Linked DNA regions of Macaca mulatta: region 1 is linked to region 2. The links are chromatin contacts, called in public Hi-C maps. All regions are on one chromosome and are shown on one strand. Each heading gives the region's core, a stretch centred on a gene start, on an enhancer-like site or on the middle of the called end of the contact. The rest is flanking DNA. Distances are from core to core; before and after follow the strand shown. Region 1 has its middle 43 kb from the start of SEMA4F. Region 2 overlaps HK2 (hexokinase 2).

Evidence for each region. Hi-C and Micro-C count contacts between places; a contact is called where the count stands out from the background.
Region 1: a contact with region 2 is called in a Hi-C map of fetal cortical plate, with 2.4 times the contacts expected there. The contact joins two enhancer-like sites. A contact is called at or near these places in 5 of 14 Hi-C or Micro-C datasets (CD4 T cells, blood, fetal cortex germinal zone and 2 more).

What each region holds. Positions count from the first base shown.
Region 1 is chr13:50,096,716-50,102,957 of T2T-MMU8v2.0, forward strand. It overlaps the pseudogene LOC114671800. Among named protein-coding and RNA genes, the nearest start is that of SEMA4F, 43 kb to the right of the region's middle. Within about 2 kb of position 4,451, at least 2 of the 40 cell types and tissues checked have an H3K27ac peak or open chromatin away from gene starts, as enhancers often do. A contact at or near this core is called in fetal cortical plate, where this site is marked.
Region 2 is chr13:49,895,183-49,901,470 of T2T-MMU8v2.0, forward strand. It overlaps HK2 (hexokinase 2), which reads right to left. Exons shown (of 18, transcript XM_001111706.5): 15 at 6,237-6,288; 16 at 4,882-5,037; 17 at 3,454-3,687; 18 at 1-2,139. The coding sequence ends at 1,995. Among named protein-coding and RNA genes, the nearest start is that of HK2, 54 kb to the right of the region's middle. Within about 2 kb of position 4,454, at least 2 of the 40 cell types and tissues checked have an H3K27ac peak or open chromatin away from gene starts, as enhancers often do. A contact at or near this core is called in fetal cortical plate, where this site is marked.

The sequences.
Region 1 (6,242 bases), core at 3,201-5,700, 200 kb after region 2:
GGTGTCTGGCCCCAAGCTGCTCAGTGTCTAACAATGATTATCACCTTCCTTGCTTCCATCATGTGCTGGAAAATCTAAGTGCATTAAAAAAAAATGAGAGACTGAAGGATGTGAATCCCTATGAGAAAGCATGAATATCAAGAAGGAAGCATAAAAGGTATGAAAGAAGCACGCACACACACATTCACACACACCCACACACACGTGCAACAATTCCAGGCTCAACTGTCTTGGCTGCATATGTTTTACCAAACATAGGAATATATTACAGCGAAGTTGTCTAAACTCTTGTTTATCTGAGTCCATCAGAGTTTATCTGTAAGTAATCTATCTCTAAAAGGCTGAAAGCTTTCCAGTTCATTCTAACACAGCAGTCCCATTTCTGGGAATTTATTTTAAAGTATATCCACACACCTACAAAATAATGGATTTATAGGGTTACTTACTGCAGCAGAAGACTGGAAACACCTCAAATATCTATCACTAGGGAACTGGTTGAATAAATAAACTATGGACACAACCACACAAAGGAACATTCTGTAGCTATAAAAAAAAAAAATATGAGGAAACACCCCATAAACTGATAGAGGACAATTTCCTTGATTTACGGTTAAAAAGAGCAGGTGGAGCACAGGTTATAAAACATGCTACCTTTTCTGCAATATTTTCAACAGTAGCAACTTCCCCTTCCCGATCTGCAAAACCACCAACACAGGGCTGACCTTAGGAACCAATGCGGCTTCAGCACTAGGACATTCACGGGCTAAAGAAGAAAAACTATACCATCATCTTACTGGCTGCTTAGGAAGATATTTGACATAATTCAGCATCCATCCTATCCTCTTAAAAGAAAAATATAAAACCCTATTAGTGTTTTAGAGGTAATGCAAAGACTCCCTCTGTATTACAAACCTATTAGAAACCAAGAGGAAGTGTGAGAAACGATGCTGAAATACTAAATGCGCGCTATAAAATCAGGTTCAAGACAAGAATGAGTTCTGTCTGGGCCAGTTCTGGAAGTTCCAGCCAACATGCTGAAATAAGAAAAAGGAGAAAAAAACAAATGTATTATTTTCAAATGATGTGATGTTAATCAATGGAACGTTAGTTAAAATAAGAAATATCAAGCAGGGCGGCCGCGGGGGACAAAGGGCGGGCGGATGGGCGGGGAGAGGGCGGGGCGCGGCAGGCCAGGCCCGGGGCTCCGCAAGCTGCAGCTGCCCCCGGGCGCCCCAGCGGGCGCCCTCGCCGCGGAGCAGCGCGGAGCGGAGCCGGCGAGCTAACCCGAGCCAGCCGACGGGCGTCCCGGAGGCGGCGGCGCAGCACGGCGGGGGGCGCGGCGTCGGTGGCCCCGGTCCCCGGGCCGGGCAGTGGCGGCCCAGGACCACGCGTCTACTTTCAGAGCCCCCCCGGGGCCGCAGGAGAGGGCCCGGGCGGCACGGACGATGAGGGCCCAGTGAGGCGCCAAGGGAAGGTCACCGTCCAGTATGACCTCAAGGAACTACGGAAGCGCCTCAACCTAGAGGAGTGGATCCAGGAGCAGCTTACGCGCCTCTACGACTGCCAGGAAGAGGAGATCCCAGAACTGGAGATTGATGTGGATGAGCTCCTGGACAAGGAGAGTGATGATGCCCGGGCTGCTGGTTGACTGTTACAAACCCACAGAGGACTTCACCTCTGGCCTGCTGGGCAAGATCCGGGGCATGCAGAAGCTGAGCCCACCCCAGAAGAAGTGAGGGTCCCCGACCCAGGCGAACGGTGGCTCCCACAGGACAATCGCTGCCCCCCGAACTCGTAGCAACAGCAATACCGGGGACCCTGCGGCCAGGCCTGGTGCCATGAGCAGGGCTCCTCGTGCCCCTGGCCTAGGAGTCTCTTCCCCTGCCCCCTCAGTTTTCCACTTTTGGGGTTTTTTTATTGTTATTAAACTGATGGGACCTTTTGTGTTTTTATATTGACTCTGCAGCGCGGTCCCGTTAATAAAGCTAGGAGATGCCTTTGGTGAAAAAAAAAAAGAAGTATCAAGCAATAGAATCCTACTGCAGGATGATGATATAGAATAACATTTTATGGTGGAAAAGTATCCAAGATATAGTATCAAATGGAAGAAGCAGTTTACAAAATAGTATCATACTATGTTTAGTTAAAGTATCTATTTATATCCCCACGTTGAATATATAGGTAGAGAAAAGTCTGAAAGGAAATCCACCAAAATATATTTAGAGATTGTATCTCTGGCCTATGGGTTTTGAAGTGATTCTTATTTTTATATACTTTTCAGCATGTCCTAAATGCTTTATTATGAGCATATGTATGTAATTTTTTAGATAAATTTCTTTCACCCACAAACACACGCACTCATGTGTGCACATGCAAAACTCATTTCAAGGTCAGTGGGATGAGCTGCATTTCTCTTAAAGTGGTTAGTGTTTGTGACCTAAGGCCACTTTCCAACTCCCACCTTTGTGAAAAACCAAGCTGGTCTGCTCTGCCTGGTCCCTGCACCTCTGAACAGAAGCCTCAAATCTGTGGACTCCAAAAAAGTTTACTCTGGGCTCAATTCCCCAGGTAACCATGGCCCCTGTCCTCAGTACCTATACCTAGTCCTAGCCCTATCCTAGCTGTTTGCAAAGAACCCCCAGCCCTCTGAAGCCTGCCTACCTTGCCTGAGTGAAGAGGGCTCCTCCTTGTGACACATCCAACAGAAGCCTTTGCCTCCCCAGTGGGTGAATTTGGAGATCCCTGTGGCAGTCTGAAGCCTCCAAATGCCAGGCTTCTCAGCCCCACAATGGGGCTGAAGGTCATAGGCAGAGCATACCAGTTCCTGTCACCTCATCCCAGGTCTCTTGGGATCTTAAATGTCCCATATATGTATTTCTTCCCTTGGGTCTCTGCTTTGTATTTCAGACAGCTGGTTGGGTGCATTCTGTTACCTCATTTCTGTTGGCCACATTTCATGAACCCTGTGTCTGCCTTTCCCCATCTCATCTTAGGAACATTGCCGGGCACAAGCTGCTGGTATGTGTGGTGCATCTGATCCTTATTTATTCTCCACCCTGCACCCTGAAGTTGTGAGAAGGCCCCCATCAGGTCTCAATTCCTCTGGGGAGAGGACTGGATTTGCTATCTTCCTGTGTCAACTTGAGTCATAATCCAGCAGCCTGCCCCCAGAGCCTGGTACTTCTTTTGCCTGGTACTTGCCCCACACCCCATCAGCTTCCCTCCTGACCCACTGCCCACCACACCATTGTAGGGTGGTCAGACTCACTCCGTAAGGCTGGACACCATCACCCCAGACAGAAGCATTCCCATGGCTGCAGCAATGGAGTGACCAAGCCATATATATGTCCAGCATGACTCAGTAGACTGAGATCAAAGCTGGCCTTGATCATCTTGGGACTCTGAAAAATATTGGCATAGTCATCCCTCATCTATCCAGAACCATTATGGAAAGTGTCTCCTTTCCATAATTTAGTTATGAACCAGGAATTAATGCACAGATACAAATGTCTTCAAATAGAGTTGCTTTGAACCTGGGAAATCTTTACGTTATACTCATTTCCACCTAGCTTGGTTATTTGATTTCTAACTCCAAAACATTTTAGGAAAAGCAAGCTAGAAAAAAGGGAAAGCAGCAGCTATGTGGCAGGCCTCAGGAAATGATTGCCTGATAATTGATAACATGCAAGGTTTGGAAAAGTATGAGACCTCCAAAAGTCCTTTGCATCTGATATTACCACTCAGCACACAACCTCATGTTTATAACGCAACCCCAAGTCACGCACGTGCAAACATGAGTCACCTTCAGCATGCTCCCCGAGGATGCCTAGGTGTTTCCAAACAACTCCCAGACCTCTGAAGACTGCATACCCTGTCCGAAGTTGAGAGGGCTTCCCCACGTAATGCATCCCCCGAAGCTTTTGCATAATCACAGTTCGCGAGCAGCATGTTCAGTTCTCATAGTTTGTACTGCAGTTCTCAGAAACTGATGGGAATGCATTTTTAAGGTTGATATACTTACAACAGTAAATATATATTCATATATTTAAAGCACAAATAGTGCTTTATTTGCTGCCTATATCCTTGTTTCTTGAATTAGCTAATGAAGGGGAAAGAAACCTTGACCAATTAATTGTTAATGACCTCAGTTTTCTGATGAACTTCGCCTTCCTCATCTCTAAAATGAAGCCAATAATACCTGCCTGAAGCGCTTCGGATCACCATGAAAATCTAATAGGATAGCTATGTGAAAGTTCTACAGAAAAAAATAAAGAATGTGTGGTAATTTCCCTTATCTAGATTGGATCATGCATCTAAATTACAGAAGGAAGGAAAACTACAAGTACACATTACTCAAAGGTTAGAGATTAGGCAAATCTTGAAGACAGATAATTGACAGAATTGGGCACAGCTCAGAGAGGACCTCCACCAGTGTTAGCAACAGGCTATTCTTGGGGAAAAAGCGACACCTACTGCATCTAACTATACTGCAATGGACACAGAAAACCAAAAGTCTTCAAACTTGTGTTCAACGTTAGTCAGGCATGAGATCCCTACTTCACTATTGCAAAAATAAGAAATTAGAAATAGTCATACCGTATTTCTCCGGAAAAATGACAATCTTCTTTCGTTTAAAAATAACTGTTTCATATTCAAGTGTAATGCATATTATAGATATTTAAAGAACACAAAGATCCTCTAATAACATCATTATCAAACATGTCTTAGAGCTGCTGCCACTGCCATCTTCATTTCTCTTCATTCTTCCATTTTTTTCCTTCACTTATTCTCCTTCCCCACCTCTTCATCATCCTCCTCCTTCCATCTCAATTCATGCACATTGTTAAAAATAAAATAAAAAATAAGATAGTAAATCAAAAGTAAAACCCCTCATCAGGGTGACCATTGCTAACAGTTGGTTGTGTGCTATGCCACACAATTTTATGACAGTGGAAATACATATCTATTACAAACTATTATAAGATAGTACTGGTTGTCATTGCTCTCCAGCCAAAGATCACTCGGAACACACCTGTAGTCAAGCAAGTTGGGGTTATTACTCTTTGCTGTGGGGGAGAATGCATGGCATGGGGAAGTGTGGGGTGTTTCAGTAAGAGGGTGCTAGAAAGAAATTATTATGGGACTCAGGCTTGTGCTAGGGGGTTTGCAGAAGGATTTAAGGAAGCGGGGTAATTCTGTGGGTGGGTATCTTAATAACTCTTATCCGGAAGGAGGGAAGACTGCTGCAAAGCTAAAGCCAGTGAAGAACTGGTAAAGAAGCAGCAGTCATTCCTCTTAGCCGGGACAGGAGGCTGCTCAGTCATTTTGTGGTCTGGACAGTGTTCCTGTTTTGCCTGCATTCAGACGTGATTACAGAGTGATCTCATTTTTTTCTTCATCTATCATCGGCACTGAGTGTCCTTGTCTGATGTTGGTGTTCTATGAAATCCTTTATGTTCAATAGGAAAACACCGAGGCTATGAGTGCCAGGCCAACTCCCATCTGTCAGGGACCACTTTTCTCTTTCTTACTGTTTCCTCTTTTTTTTTTGCTTAACAATGTGGACATTTTTTCATGTCAATACTGAAGCTAATTTAACCAAATTTCTATTGTTGAATAATTGATTTTTTCCCAACATTTCAGGCTTATAATTAATATAAAATAAAAATCTTTAGAAGTATGTCTTTGCACACTTATACTGCTATTTCCTTAAAATAAATATCTAAAAGTGTAATTACTGGATCAAATGATATATACACTTTAAAGTTTTCAATAGATATTGCCAGAATGCCCTCCATAGAGTGTGTACTAATTTCATTTCCAACAATAGTATAGAACACCCACTCTCCACAAATCCTTATTTGGGGAGCACACAAGGTCACCAACCTTTTTTTCTTGTCTTTTCTGGTTCCATAGACAGAAAAACATCTTAAAGTGTTTTATTATGTAAAATTTGATACACACACAAGACAAAATGAGGCATGTATATGTCTCACTAGACTACACTACATTAGACTGTCTCAGTAGCTTCAGGGGAGTCTGGTTAGGTGGTACAAATGCTTTGATCATCTCAAACCTGTTTCTCAAGCTGCTAGCTAAGAAGAGAGGTCAGTAGAATGGAGTATCTTTGGGTTCCTCAGATTTGGAACACACCTTAACAATAGCGCCTTTCAAAGTGTGTTGCTGTCTGCTTACTCATCTGCCTACCCCTGAATTATGAGCTTTAAGGGGACAGGGACTAT
Region 2 (6,288 bases), core at 3,204-5,703:
ACGTGAAAGCTTTTGGCTTTTGTGTAGCAGGAAACACCCACATTTTGGGTCAATTAGTGCAGATGGGAGCAGCAGAAGAGCTACACCAGACAGCAAAGAGACTAGAGCAAGAGGATCAGCCCTTTGCCGCTCTGTGCTCCCAGGAGGAGCTGGGCCATTTTCACCCAATAACACCCAACTTTGCTTAAAAGTCGTGCAATCAGACACTATTCTCAGCACAAATTTGATAAATATACAAAAACTGGGTGCAACTTCATCATGAGTTTCTTTCCATCTTTCCATTCTGATCCTTGTATCCAATTCAATGGAGTTACATCCCTCTTTATTATATAGTATCCAGGTTTAACGTCTGTGCTTGTGTGTATTTTAGAGCAGAGGTGGGCTTTCAGATTCAGAATCAACTGCACTCTTGAAAAGTAGGGACGGAAGTTTTTAAGCCACTCTCATCCCTCCCAATGGTTTGAAATGAATAGTGTGTATAAAAAACCCCCCACAAAAACAGGTCAGCAGACCAATGCCAGCTCAGCCTAGGGAAGCACATGGACAACAATTCTTGTAAAACATTTAAAATACAAACCCAAGGTGAAACTTGCTGGGAGGGCACAAAAACACCAAAAATGTTGTCCCTGAGGTTTTATTTGGTTGTTTAATTGTTCTGTTTTGGTTTGTTGTTGAGGATTAGATACAATTTTAAAAACATTTTTTTTTGGTGACTTCCTTTATCTTGTCAGAAAGCTTTAGAATACTACTGACTGCCCTAAGAATAAAGATTTCTAAGCCATGAGTCCATTTGAAATGATTCCTTTGGTTTCCTTTGCTTAACATCCCATGGAATATTGCCCCAAGAAAATCTCTAGATGGAGGAACCAATTGCTGTGGTCTCTTCAGTCCATTGGCTCAGCCTCCATCTCTGTCCCTGCCTTCCACACTTCCAAGACCACAGGGGAAGGAGGAGCCAGAAGCAACTGCTTTGCCACTCACTCACCCTGAAGAGGCTTCCCTTCTCTTCCCACAGGCGAATGAGGTATTTCTATGACTAGTCAGTATCTTCCCCTTCCGCCCTTTAACTACACTGAGGCCAATTCTGACAAGACTTGCATATCTATATACACAACAAATTAACATATAAATACATTACGTACAACTGACCATTACATGTCAAGATGAAGGAGCAGATCTACTTCAAGAACTAAATAAAATTTCAAATATAAATTAAAATGAAAATACAGTGTTTCCACTTTTGCAGGAAAAATTTGTAAAACAAACCAAAAACTCCCCCTTCCCCAAAAGTCCATCACTTGTGGATCATGTGTGCACCCCGCTGAGATGCGACGGCTGGCCCAACTGCAGGATGCGTCAACTTCTGGCTTTGGTTTCACTGCCCAGACTCGGGATTCCTTGATTCCAGGAATAGCAAATGCTGGAATCCACAGGACAAATGCTTGTAGATGAAGTTAAAGAGGGGCTGCTGCATGGATATCCATGGATTTCCCTCCATTGTCGCCCCTCCACCCTCCCCACATCTGCCTGTAGGACAATCAGGCTCACATCCTCAGTGGAGACCTCCCAGATCTCTGACAGGAGAATCAGTAACAACATCAGAGCTGGGGGATACACCCCACCTAGAAATGTCATGTTCAGGCTTCAAGGTGAAGCAACCATATCTTCATTAGTGTCCCCATCCTGTAGAATTATACAGGGACATGGAATTTGGAAAGGGGGATTACTAAGGGTGACAATTTTCGTGTTTTAAGAGAACCAATGGGAATGGTTGTGATGCATGTGAACAAATCCTTATTTGGAACTGTACTTATCTTAATAGGGCCAAGTTCGGCCACCAAGCTCTATGATGAGATGCAGAGACAAAACCCAGTCCAGTGGGGTCCTCTCTGCCAAGGAAAAGCCAAAGGGTCTGTCTCTGACACAAGGGGATGACATAATTTAAAACAGGGAAGAGGGAGAGAAAGAGGAAGTTCCTTCCGATTTCAGGGGTTCTATCGCTGTCCAGCCTCACGGATGCGGCAGGCCACAGCAGTGATGAGCGCAGCCCCCTTTCCGCTGCCATCCTCTGACTGCAGGAAAGACACATCACATTTTGGAGCCAGGTCCTTCACTGTCTCATGCATGACTTTGGCAAAGCTGGAAAAGGTGGGAGGAAGACACAGGAAAAACCATCTTAGTCATGATTGGTTTATATTTGCACTTAGAAATGGAAAGCTAAGAAGCGATGCTGGAAACCCAGAAATAATTAAGGAGAGGAGAAGGATGACAGCTATAATGTATTAAACATTTACTATATATTATTAAGTACCAGAAAACTGTGGCTTATTGAAAACAATTTCCATATCACATCAGCCATTGGAGAGCTGGGATTCAATTCTGGGACAAATGTCTGAGATCCCAGCAAATTGTGTTCTTAAAACTAATAATCAGTAAAAGAGAAGTTCGACAGCCATGGAAGCCACAAGTGTGCCTAACAGAGGAGCACAATCTGTTCACAAACTCTGGAGGAGGAGACCAGGACTCATGAATGTGATTTTCTATCTTCCAGGAGCATAGCCTCGTATCAGAGCCACATCTGCTCCAAAATGCCATTGGAGGCAAAAGAAGCAGACTTACAGAGTCACTGCTAGGGTATCACAGTGATCACAGATCCTTCCTATATGGACCAGAGAAAGAGAGAGCTGTGATCTGTCCCAATACAACAGGGTCAGGACACCCTCCCCATCTACAAAGCTAAAGATGCCATGTCCCAGGGTTGGTGGCTGGGCTTCTGTCCCCCTCCCAATCCTCAGGAAACTTTATGTACAATAACAGTCTGTGACTGTTGCCTGTCAACCCCTGCTCTAGAATGTTGAAAAAAATCTTGCTTCAGAGTTCTAGCATTACATTTGCCAGAACGTTCACAGTAGCACTGTTTGTAACGCTCAAAATCTAGAAGTAACCTAAATATCACATCAATGATAGAAAAAACCACAATATACTCAAAGGTACGCTATACAGCTCTGAAAATTAATGAACTACAACTGTATACTTCAATGCGGATGCATCTCTAAACAAACGCTGTGTGAGAAAAGCCAGCCACAGAAGAGATACCATATGATTCCATTTGTGGCAGGTTCAAAAATAAGTAAAACTAAACAATATGGATGCATACCTAGATATATGCGGGCGGAAAAGAAAAGCAAGGGACTGATTCAGCACAATGCTTACCCGTGGCACGGGAGTGTGAGGACACAATTGTGGAAGGGCTCAGAGGGGGCTTCCCACGATGGGGGGTGAAACACAGGCCTATTTCTGGTTGTGAATCTTTAAACTATAATACATGTATTATATACACTGTTTGGAATGGCTGATAATTCACTATCAAGTAACAAAGGAAAGAGAGAAAAGGGGGAAAGAACAAAGAGACAGAAAGAAGGTGGGCAGGGAGGGCTGGGCTCAGGCACTCACTGAGGATGTAGCTTGTAGAGAGTCCCATCCACACCCACTGTCACTTTGAGAGCGTCCAGCCCACGGTTTTCTCGTATCTTGTCCACCACAGCGGCCATGCCTGCGCCACAGAGCTGGGCTGCGCGTCTGGCCACCACAGTGCACACCTCCTTAACAATGATGCTGTCATCACAGGTGCTCTCAAGCCCTAAGTGTTGCAGGATGGCACGGACTTGCAGCAGGGCCAGGCAGTCACTGGGGTGAGAGGGAGACAGCAAGTGTTCAGTTATGCACCAAGAGGGCTAGTAGCCTACCACACCAGGGCCTGAGTCCTTTATAGGGGAGGCTCTGTGGGGGTCTGGCTCTCCAGGAGCTGGCCCCTCAATGTGGTTCCCATTTCTAAATTCAGAGCACTGCTCATCCTACTGGACTACAATGACTCTTCTTGAGGGTGACAGGAATACAAAGAGCTCCTCATTCCACTCTCCATTCTCGAGGTAGAGCATTACTACTACAAAGTGGATACTCAAAACAAAGCAAATTCACTGTCGATCACAGTGGTCAGTTACAAAGCTCTTTCGTGTCCATTCTCTCACTGCTGGTCATGGGTCTGCAAGGCAGGAATTAACCAAGCAGCATTAGACTCATGCTTTCTTTCTGCTCTGCTGCTCTGGGTGGCCTGAACTGTATTTGTACGCTATTTACAAAGGAAGTGTAAATAAAGTTATAGAAAGAAAATAAACCCTCCTATATAAAGAGAGCTATTTTAAAAGCCTGGAATCACCTTGAACATAACAGACCTGTAAGCTAGAACATATCTTTCTATTCACTGGTGCAGATGCCCGAGGGGTCTACTCACGTCAGTTATCTAGTTCCTGTTCTTCTCTGCCCTGAGAGTAATGGCATAGCATTAATTTTTAAAGGGCTCTGAAATTCACTGTTCTAATTTGGAGCAGATTTTCCACCATTTGACTGTAGGAAGGCGGCTTTGCTCTAATGAGCCACTGTGTGGCATATGTCTGCACTGCCTGACGTTGCAACATTTACTCAATCCTGGCTGCCTGATTACTGCAGCCAGCAGTTAGGAAGGGCTTTCAAGCCGAGTGTGGATGCTTTAATAGGTTATCTTTCTCTGTGCATTTCAATTTACATGCTATGAGCAGGTATCTTTCTACCTTTGATATATGGTCTAAAACCCAACAACAATACCACTTTACATGACCTCAGGTCAGGCTTAGCACAAACTTTCATGAGAATGCTCTATGTTTGCCCTTAAAATGACAACTGTCCATAATACGCTTTTAGTAAACACTATAGACACGAATGTGTTTGCCACTAAACTGACTTTTGTATGAGTCATGCCCTGAGCTGTGAAAATCCTTCAGTTTATCTGCCAGTGAGAAAAAAGAAGGACATGGCCCCCTGCTACCCTGATCCCTAAGCTCTCACCTCTCAATCTGAGACAAGAACTTGGTTTCGAAGATGCCCCTTGTCTTGAGCCGCTCTGAGATGCGACCTCGGAAGAGCAGCCCACGCTTGGTGAAATCGATGAGAATGTTACGGACAATCTCACCTAGGTACATTCCACTGATCATTTTCTCGAACCTGCAATGCGAGTAACATTCATGGAGGTTAAGTAGGAAGGGAGAGGGATGTGTTGAGACAGGACAGGCCAGCTTAGTCACCCCCAGTGCATCAGAAGTGGCAGACAGGCAGACTCCCCTGATGGAAAAGGAATTGCTACTTGATTCACCTGGGCAGGATCCCTGGTGTCTCTGCATGCTAATTCACAACTTCAGCAACACTGACCACAGTGCCCGAGGCCAGTGGGGCTCCTGGGGAAATAAGCCTCGGAAAGGAACCCACAGGGAAAGGAACTCATTTCCTTTCCAAGGCTTATTTTGAAACTTCATGAAGCAACTCAAGAAGGAACACACACCATAACCCTACCAGACTTCTCGGAGCAGGGGAGAATGCTGAGTCTTAATCTTTAACCTCACTAGGCATTCAGCGTGCCTTCTCTTGGACCTAATCATCATTACTCAAGTAACTACTGCCAGCTGTAGGGCCCCCCGTCCTGGCCACTGGAACTAAACATGATTATGCAGTGACTTGAGGGTCTTTTGGTCCATGAACCCTGCCTTGAAAAAAAAAAAATCCATGTCCCCAGTTTCAACCAATACCCCATCGCCACCCCATCTTGGCTTGGCCCAGCCTGCCTCCTTCATTAATGCTGCCTACCTGGCCCCTAGAGGCATTTTAGTCTGTAACTTCTATTCTAGTCATGTTTTGCAAAGTTTATTCTGTAGAACAAGGGTGTTTGATTAATCTAGTTAGGAAACACTACAGACAACATCTTAATGAGAAGTGTATTGTCTCTCAGCTCAGACCCTGCTCCCCTACCATGCACAGGGTCTTGTGACACTGGGGCTGACCCAGTGCTCGGCACTGGAAGATGGAGGAGGGAGAGGATTTGTTCCTGTCTGCATCACCCCAGAGATGCTCTGCAGTCTGGCAGCAGCAGGTGCTTCAACTATTTGTTTCTCCTTAGAGTGCCAGACCTAGGCTCCAGTATTCTCCCACCTGTTCCCTGTTCTCCTAGGCTTTGGGGTGGGAGATGCTTCTTACGTTTACTAACTCAGAACTTTCTAGGTGCATTTGACAAGAAACCCTTTCCAAGGAAACCTCCTTTATTAACATCTCATGATAACGAGCATCCTGGGAGATGCTATTGTGGAAGCTCCGATCACTTGTTGCCATCCAGTCCTGGGACACACTTAACAGGGCCCCAGCTGGGTGCCTACCTCTGCTTGCCGGGGTTGAGTGAAAGCTCATCCACAGCCACATCAAATTCCG